3 separate regions of the Mus musculus genome follow, and all the other regions are linked to region 2. The links are chromatin contacts, called in public capture Hi-C and promoter capture Hi-C maps. All regions are on one chromosome and are shown on one strand. Each heading gives the region's core, a stretch centred on a gene start, on an enhancer-like site or on the middle of the called end of the contact. The rest is flanking DNA. Distances are from core to core; before and after follow the strand shown. Region 1 holds the start of Csrp3 (cysteine and glycine-rich protein 3). Region 2 holds the start of Nav2 (neuron navigator 2). Region 3 has its middle 56 kb from the start of Gm2788.

The links. Promoter capture Hi-C pulls out the DNA fragments that hold promoters and counts their contacts. Capture Hi-C pulls out chosen DNA fragments and counts their contacts.
Region 1: a contact with region 2 is called in a capture Hi-C map of macrophages, with 2.8 times the contacts expected there. The contact joins the promoter of Csrp3 here to the promoter of Nav2 in region 2. A contact is called at or near these places in 5 of 39 promoter capture datasets (cranial neural crest, embryonic stem cells, frontonasal cranial neural crest and 2 more), 2 of 484 Hi-C or Micro-C datasets (the HL-1 cell line and cardiomyocytes), 4 of 115 datasets of contacts at active chromatin or transcription factors (cardiomyocytes, embryonic stem cells, forebrain and 1 more) and 2 of 9 other capture datasets (liver and macrophages).
Region 3: a promoter capture Hi-C map of pre-B cells shows a contact between it and region 2, with 4 times the contacts expected there. The contact joins the enhancer-like site here to the promoter of Nav2 in region 2. A contact is called at or near these places in 5 of 39 promoter capture datasets (cranial neural crest, frontonasal cranial neural crest, liver and 2 more), 1 of 484 Hi-C or Micro-C datasets (B cells), 2 of 115 datasets of contacts at active chromatin or transcription factors (SST interneurons and bone marrow-derived macrophages) and 1 of 9 other capture datasets (embryonic stem cells).

The regions. Positions count from the first base shown.
Region 1 is chr7:48,846,639-48,849,503 of GRCm38.p6, reverse strand. It overlaps Csrp3 (cysteine and glycine-rich protein 3), which reads left to right and starts at 1,453. Exons shown (of 6, transcript NM_001198841.1): 1 at 1,453-1,506.
Region 2 is chr7:49,244,648-49,247,504 of GRCm38.p6, reverse strand. It overlaps Nav2 (neuron navigator 2), which reads right to left and starts at 1,316. Exons shown (of 39, transcript NM_175272.3): 1 at 307-1,316. The coding sequence starts at 564.
Region 3 is chr7:48,936,253-48,939,089 of GRCm38.p6, reverse strand. No RefSeq gene overlaps it. Among named protein-coding and RNA genes, the nearest start is that of Gm2788, 56 kb to the right of the region's middle. Within about 2 kb of position 1,334, at least 66 of the 459 cell types and tissues checked have an H3K27ac peak or open chromatin away from gene starts, as enhancers often do. A contact at or near this core is called in bone marrow-derived macrophages and pre-B cells, where this site is marked.

The DNA of each region.
Region 1 (2,865 bases), core at 204-2,703, 400 kb after region 2:
CCTCAGTATCTCAGGATGTTGTGCTGTATTTGGAAACAGGAGCTTCAGAGAAAGAACTGGGTCATAGGAGTAGGCTCTTATCCAATATAACTGGTATCCTTATAAGAAAGCATGCGACTGACCACATATACACAGAAGGAAGATCACAGAAAGACATAAAAGAGAAGACTTGCCTACATGCCTGTGGTTTCAGAGAAGCCTGTCCTGGGAAACTTAGATTTGTCACAGCTGAGACCCTTTTGGCTATGTAAGAATTTGGTAAAGTCCATATAGAATAGACTCTCTTAATGAATTGACCCAGGACATTCTAATGCTCAGATTTTAAAATGTAACATTAAAAAGTTACATTTTTAATCTTGTTTTATTGACTTTATGTGTTGATGTCCCATTCAACATTAATTATGTTAAAAAATATTGGTGTCAAAAGCACACAAAATTTTGATGGGTTTTGTTTTATTTCAAAGTTTTTGATATGTTTGTTTGTTTTTTTTTGAGGCAGAGGCTGGCTTCGAACATGTTATATGGCTGAGAATGGTAACTTCTGATCATCTAGCTTTCACCTCAAGGACTGAACTATAACTCACTCTCTCTCTCTCTCTCTCTCTCTCTCTCTCTCTCTCTCTCTCTCTCTCTCTCTCTTTCTCTCAACTTTAAACACTGCCATCCTACAAGAATCCTTAAGATCCCCCGACCTTGCAGGGCAGTCATCTCTGCTTTATATCTCAGACGAATAAGCTATGCTGTTCCCCATGATAACACAGATGGAGCAGATTTCTTATAAAGCAATGCTATGCCCATCTTTGTGAAATTACCACAAGCCCTGGTCTAAACCATGAAATATTCCATTAATCAATATAGTGACTCAAAACTTGAGAGAAAACATTTCTTCATTAGATACACAGGCCTTTGATGATTAGCTGATGTCAGTCCCACCTCCCCACACGCCCTCCTTGAAGAGATTAGTTAAGTGTGCGCCAGGCCCCCATCACTCTTATTTTTAGCTCTGAGTTCTCACAGTGCAATGACCTGGGTCTTGGAATTCCAAAGGGCTCCCAGGCATGGCTCATGATCCATTTGCAGGTAGCCTGCACTGATTTCCAGAACAGGCAGGGCATGGGGGTGGGGGTGTGTGGAAGGGAGTGTTGCAAAAATGATTTTAAATATAAAACCCTTTGTACAAGTCGAAGTCTTCAGTCAGAAGCTGTACACTTCACAAATGCATCCCTTGGTGCCTTAGGCAAATGGCAATTAAAATAGAACCCAACTGATATTGTTCTCCGGGAGGCTCCCGGCTGGCATGGGGGGTGGGGTGGGGAACACAACTAAGGGCTTTGGTCACGGGCTATTTTTGGCAATTGTGTTACTCGTGTCTTATTCACCCCCTCTCCTCAGCCTCCCCACTGCCCTTCCCTCAGCGAGCCAAGACTGGTGACAGCCTCTATATATTTAAAGAGGACAAGAGTCCCCTTACTCAGTTGAGCCGGCAGAGACCACACAGGCAGGCAGGTAAGTAGACCACAACAGGCATTTGGGCGGGCTGGCTGACTGACTGGGTGACTGGATGGGACTTTACGGAGTCCTATACAGTGGAGGCATATTTTACAACCAAGTCTCAGCACCCACCCTGGCTACAGATGAGGAGGATCAAGTTTATATACTTGACCCATATACAGCTCTAGCATTAGTTTTGAACTTCCTAAAAGTATGATTGATATTGGGTGGCAGGACTTGGGGAGCATGTGTGAAGGTCTGCATTTGATTTCCTGGCACCCTAAAAACAAAGCAAAACAAAACAAAAAGTTGGGAGCAATGGGCATGGGATTAATCTGGGTCTAAAGTCATTGTCATAGTGGAATGGTCCCATCTTCTGAGGCAGATGACAGGAAAGCAGAGTAAGATGAAGTTCAGATGTACACCGCAGCCTCAGATCGGCCACAGAAGACACAAATGAGTAGCTCTAAGGAGGGGTCTTGCTCACTTTTCCTTCAAGGGTTTGATAGGAAAGTAGTGACATTATTTAAACTCCACATTGCTATATGGTTATGAGACAACTGTATAGTATATCAGATCTGTCAGATATCCGATAGCACAGAAGAGCACCTTTCCCACCTCAGTTCATGAAACGCTGCTGCTCACAAGGTGTGGGTGGATGAATGAGATCCCAGATTGGTTGTTTTAAAATAAACACACACCAAAGATGTTCAGCCACAGGCATGCTTTTAGCTGTCTAAAATTAATCAAAACTGGTCCTTAGAAAAGACATCATGATGCTGAAACCTCATTACAACCTCTTATTAAATGGGAAGATGAATTCCTTGCCCGTGATGAGAGGTGACTCCCAGTATTCTCTCCAGGTCTCAATCAAGGGTTTCTTTTCAATATCCAGTCAATGAGAACAAGACATGGTTTTAAGCAATGGCCTGGATGCTGTGCAGATCAAAGCTGCCACCTCTGACGTCTGTTCTGGCCCTTAGCCATGGTGGTGACCCCTCCATGGGGGAGCTGGGTAACCATTGGAGGGCGCTCGTCTAATTGTGGTGTGGTGCAACGCCAGTTAATAAGCAGTATGGACTGCCTCCTAGCTCAGGGCTAGAGCAGAGGGAGGCACAAGCCGCGAAGTAGAGTAGGGGAATGGGGGTAGTCTGCATACTCAGTTTCCTTTGAGGGCTGAGCATTAAGGGAAACAAGGTAAGAGGAGCATGCTATGCTGGCTTTTACAAAACAAAGACCAGGGCTATCTCATAGGAAGCAAGGCGATGGCCATCTGCATGAAATGACCACAGCCCTCTCCATTACAAAATGCTCCATCGTTCAACCAGTTCATTGCAGTGTGTGTAAAACTGTTTTATGTCCCAGAAAATGTGG
Region 2 (2,857 bases), core at 67-2,566:
TGTCAGCATGCATTTTTTTGAAAGCACCCCTACACCTGCTCCAGCCCCATAGAAGCAGCTGGCTGCCAGCACGCCTTAGCTTTGCAGAGCTCCCCGGGAGAGCCTCTGGCACCCTGGCCAGCTAAACCCCTCCTGGCCACACCCACTGACCAATGTATCCTTCCAATCTGGCAGCATAAGGGGTATGCTTCCTCTCTCCAATCACATTATGGTAGCCTCTCCTCAAGGCAACCGTCCTCCTCCCTCATGAAGGATCATCCATCACTCCCACCCTGTAATAGTGCCCCAGCACATAGCACTGCTCACCTGGGTATCGAACCCGTTCTCCAGAGAGCTGCTCTTCAGCAACGGGAGCCCCTCCCCCGTCGGCTCCTGCAGCCCCTGCGATTTCAGGGGGATTTGGCTAGTGTAGGCCGTCTTGCTCACCTCCACCTTGCTTCCCAACTTAAGATAGCAGGGCTGAGGACCAGTCCGGGCCGGGGGCACGTGCAGGATGGGCGCGGCGCTGTGCACGGGTTTGGGCAGTCCCGATTTCATTTTGGAGGCTACCAGGATGGCCGGCATCTTCTCCCGGGGCTTTGGCTTTCCCAGCACGTCCCTGGCAGCGGCGGCGGAGGCGACCGCTAAAGGCAGCGCGGGCAGCCGAGTAGGCGCCGGGCCTCGGCCCGCGAGGCGCCCACCAACAGTGGAAGAAAAAAAAAAAAAAACCCAAAAAACAGAATCCCCGGGTCGGGGAACTGGGGAAATCCTGCGAGTGCGCCTGCCGGGTGGCGGGCTAGTCACTGCCCTCAGCAGGTCCCACCTGCGCGGATGTCGCAGCGGGAGGCCTGTTCAGAAGCTCTGGGTTCTCGGGGACCGCTGCCTCTGGCAATTCTTCTCCTGGGAAACCGAGGCGTGGACGCCCATATTAACTTGTCATTGCGTCTCCGAAGTGAGAAGGCTCCTTAGGAAGAGACACCGGCTACGGGGACGCACACGTCGCGCTCTGGAGCCTGCGGGTGTGAACCTTGGAGCAAAAGAGCAGAGGATGGGGAGACGGAGGACGCACGGAGCCCAAGACGTATCAACCGCGAAGCGGCTGTCACCCAGCAAACGCGCCACAGGGTCACCCGCGCCTAGGCAGACTCTGGGCGATCTCCGCAGACAGGTCTGTCTGGGCGTGACAGCCGATCACCGATGCTCACAAGCCCCTCGAACACCAAGCACCTGAGCTTCTGCGGCTCTGGCCATGCTCCGTGCGCTCCAGCGCAGCACGGCGGTGGTGACAGAGCGCGGGCACCAGGACGCGCAGCTGGCCAGGCTGGCAGCGCTGCGCTAAGCTGAGCTCGGGGGAAGGCAGCGCGGGCTGCAGGGCTGGACGCAGGGGAGGACCGGCTGCGGCGCGCGCTGACAGCCCGGGCCGTTCCCGCGCGCCTATTGGTTAGCCGCGGACCAATCCGCGGTCGCGACTCGCACTGCAAGGGGGCGTGGCCTCAACTCCGCGGGGCCGCCGCCGAAACTCTGGGGCCGCGCTTGGCCGCAAGTACAAAGCGAGCTGGTGGCCGCTCTGCGGCACGGCCCCGGCGCGCGCCTCCCCGCGGGCCGCCACCCCTGCGTCCCCGGAGCCGCCTTTGAAAACGCCGTTGGGTTGTAGATTCCCGCCTCCTTCCACCCCCAGGCATGTGTTGGGGAAATCAGTTTCTCTTTTTCAAATCGCTCGGGTCATCTCAACGGTTTGCGGGTTCCGGAGGCACGCCCCAACCTCTCTGCACCTCCATTGGGAATGACTGGGCGGGTCTCCTTGTCCCCCGCCTGAAGGACACTCCAGCCATTTCTTCTTTCCGGGTGGGCTCAGGGGCGTCCCAACAGCTTCCTCTGCGACATTCAAAGGTTGCACGTTGCACTTAAGTATTTGAAATATTTATAGGCTGATACAATGGCCGGGGAAGCTTCGCGCCCCAAGACAGCTCCTCCTTGCCACCTACCACAGACTGTAATTAGAGTGGCTTGGTGACCCGGGCAGGCTGAGGCTAAACCTGCCCTGGTTTCATGGTTTCATGAAGGCCTTCCTTTCTCTCTCTGACTCAGGGTCTGAGGACTGAAGGGAAAATAGAAAGTGCAGACAGGGTGCATGGGGCTGATCTTCAAGGACACCCACCTTAGAGATCAGTTTGGATTTGAATTGGGAAGTTCCTCCATCTTTATAGACCTAACACTGTGTCTCATGCAAGTCAAGTGGAGGTTTGAGTACTTTTCCCTAAAAGCACTGCCCAGCTAAATGAGATAGTGTCTGGCAGTGTAGGGGACCAGAAAAAAAAAATCTGTCTTTATTATTAATGAACCCACCGGAGTATGTCCCACTGTCATCTCTTTAAGCCACTTTTCTGTGTCTAGGACAGATGTTGTCACTTTCTTCCTATCCTATAGCCTGAAGTTGTAACATCCATAGGGTTGAATTTCACTCATCCTAATGATATGGGCTATATCATTCTCAAACTTACCTGGCAAAACTCTAATGTGGCCAGGAATGGGGGTGTAAGCTTGTAATTTCTGCTACTTTAGAGGCTGAGGCAGGAGGATCCCAGGTTGAGGTCAATTTAATGATCCTCTTTGTTCAAATAAAATGTAAAAAGGAGCTGGAGATGTAGCTCAGTGGTGGGCAGTTTGCTCGCTCCGCATCTGCCAGAATCTGTCTGATTCCAGTGTAAATAAATACTGTAAATAAATACCCAATCCTCGACTGGTTTTAGGCAGTGGAACCTCTGGGAGGTTGTAAGTACGTGACCGAGAGGTCCTCATGATGGGCCCAGTGCCATGTTAGAGGAGACACGATGAAGATGGATAACTTCTGATAGTGCAATGGCAGCCTTTCTGAATC
Region 3 (2,837 bases), core at 85-2,584, 310 kb after region 2:
TTTTGTTTAGAATTAGAAAAAAAAAAAGTTGTATTTCAAATACCTGCCCCCCCAAAAATTAAAAATGGCACCTGGTGTGGTGGAACATGCCTTTAATCCCAGCAGATCTCCATGAGTTCGAGGCCAGCCTAATCTACATAGTGAATTCTCTGGCAGTCAGAACAAATGGTGAGACCCTGTCTCAAAAGAAAAAAAAAAAGAAGAGAAGAGAAGAGGAGAGGAGAGGAGAGGAGAGGAGAGGAGAGGAGAGGAGAGGAGAGGAGAGAAGAGAAGAGAAGAGAAGAGAAGAGAAGAGAAGAGAAGAGAAGAGAAGAGAAGAGAAGAGAAGAGAATACAGAGGATGGTTTAAGCTTTGTTGAATTGAATTTAGAAGATGCTAAAGAGGTTTTAAACATGGTAGAAGAGACAGACTCTGACTGCACCTACATATCTGGGTGACACCTCTGTGGCTCCCAATAGGCAGAAAAGGAAGTCAGGAGGAAGATTCCATGGGTATTTTTTTACTCAGGATTTTACAAGCATCAAGGATCAATTGCAACATGTGAATTTTCAGTAGCATCTTCAAAAAGGAAAAGAGTTCACATTTTAATTTAGAATGCTTGTGTCCTGTTATGATGTAAACGGTTTTTGTTCATTTGTTTTAACCCTTGGTCCCCAGCTGGGGGCGCTGTTTAGGAAGGTTGTGGAACCTCTGGAGACTTAACAGATGGAAGTGGGTCACTGGGCCAGTCCTGAGGCTTAATAGCCCTGCCCCGTTTCCTGTCTGCTCTCTGCTTTGGGAGTATAGTTACCATGTAAGCGGCTGACTAATATTTCCACCTTCATGCTTTCTCCACCAAACTCTCAAGCAAAGTTAAGTCTTTCTTACATCAGTCTCAACATGAAAAGTAATTATTTTTTGCATGAGAACAGATGACATTGCAGAATATCCTTGAGATAGAAAACATAAAAGAGTAGGTTGAATTATATAGGTCTGTACTTACAGGGGGCCAAAGGGGAGCGCAGTCAGGACATGACTTCATGATCTATTCTGCACCTCGTAATACTCAGAGACCCTTGAGAGAGTCTACACTTACTTCTCTACCTCAAGAGAGCTTGCTCTTCTCAAGATTTAGATTTCATCAGGAAAGAAAGCGGAAAAGGACCACTTCAGAACACAAGCCACATGCTACCTGCAGCTGTTTCGATGCCTCCCCTTCTGTAGATCTAGCCTTGCCCAAGTGCTAATCCGGGTGTGTGAGATGCTCATGCGCCCGCCTCTGATCAGACAGCAGCACACGAGTCCCCAGCTGCATGAGAATGGTTCACACTCCAGCCGAGGAACCCACCATCTCTAACCACAACAGAACGGAAGCAAGACTGGCAGTGCGCATGCGTGCCTTACCCACAGCCCACATCAGCCCCTGGGAAGGCTTTGTGGGTTTTGTCCTCCACAGGCTTCAGGATGGTGAGCTTCCTCTTGGTGGCATGTCTGGTGCTAATTTCTACTTAGCTGGCTGAAAAAGTTCCTTATGACGTTACTTTCTGCAGGTGGTCTCCATCTTTGCTCCTCTAAGTGCATAAGTCTTCCTTTTCATATTCTAGGGTTGGTGTTGCAGGTATAGTTGATGTCTAAGAAAGCCTCTTTCTCTCTCTGTGACTGGCTTATTTTCCTTGTTAAAGATGGTGCTGGATTTTTCTACTATATATATATATATATATATATATATATATATATATATATATATATATATATATATACATATACATACACACACATATATATACATATATATGTTTTAATATTAAAATCCCATATAATATATAAAATTGAGACTTCATATTCACATATATATTAAAGGTTGTCTAATATTTCTCCTAATACATATACACACGCTCACACATACACACACACACACACACACACACACACACACACACACACACATATATATATATATATATATAACAAGTAGAAAAGTAGTAAGATTTCCTCTTACTGGATTGTTCTCACTGCATTACAGCACCCTCACTCTCCACCTCCTATTCCTAATGCTACCTGAATTTTATGGGTACCACCATACATAACCCTTGGAGAGTGGACCACATGTGCTGACTGACAGCTTGAGGAGTGAGGAGGGAGATCATAGAGAGATGCTCTGCTTTCTGGCCAGGACACCTGGGTGTGTTTTTCACCAGACTGTGAACCTTTTAAGAACAAAGGTTGAATCTGTAACCCTTTCTAGATTCAGACAGGGTATGTTTTCCAAGGCTTTCTAAGCACCCCGGCTGTGATTCAAATGTGGTGCTGCTCAGCAAGTCCACAGCTGCTCACTCCCATACCCAACCTCACCCATCCTCCACGTGGCTCTGCCCTTGTCCTGTGTCTCTCTAGACCCCACTTTCACATTGCAACTTTTTTTTTTTGCCATAGATTGTAAGAAATGTGTGTACAACAAGTATCTGAACAAAGTGACCCTTCAACTTAATTGTGAGGTTGCGGCAGAAATCAAGTCCTATTCAAGTTCATGTCACTGGGCCCTACTTCAGCATGTCATGTGACACAAAGCAGCAAACACTACACAATTGGGCTGAATAATATAGAGAGAGGATTGCCCCCAGATCGGAGCACTTCCATATTATTATAAGTGTTGAGGCTTGAGTACCATGGAGTCAGGAAGAATAAGGATAGAAAATGTATTATCAAGTTCCTAAGACGTGCCAGGCACTGTACCAGGTGTTATCTCAGCATCAAAGGGTGCGGCTTCTCTAGTGATAAGTAATACTTTACGTATGAAGTTGTACCTTGCAGTACTGAGGTGAACACTGAAGTTTACAAAAAAATAAAAAGAGGTGGA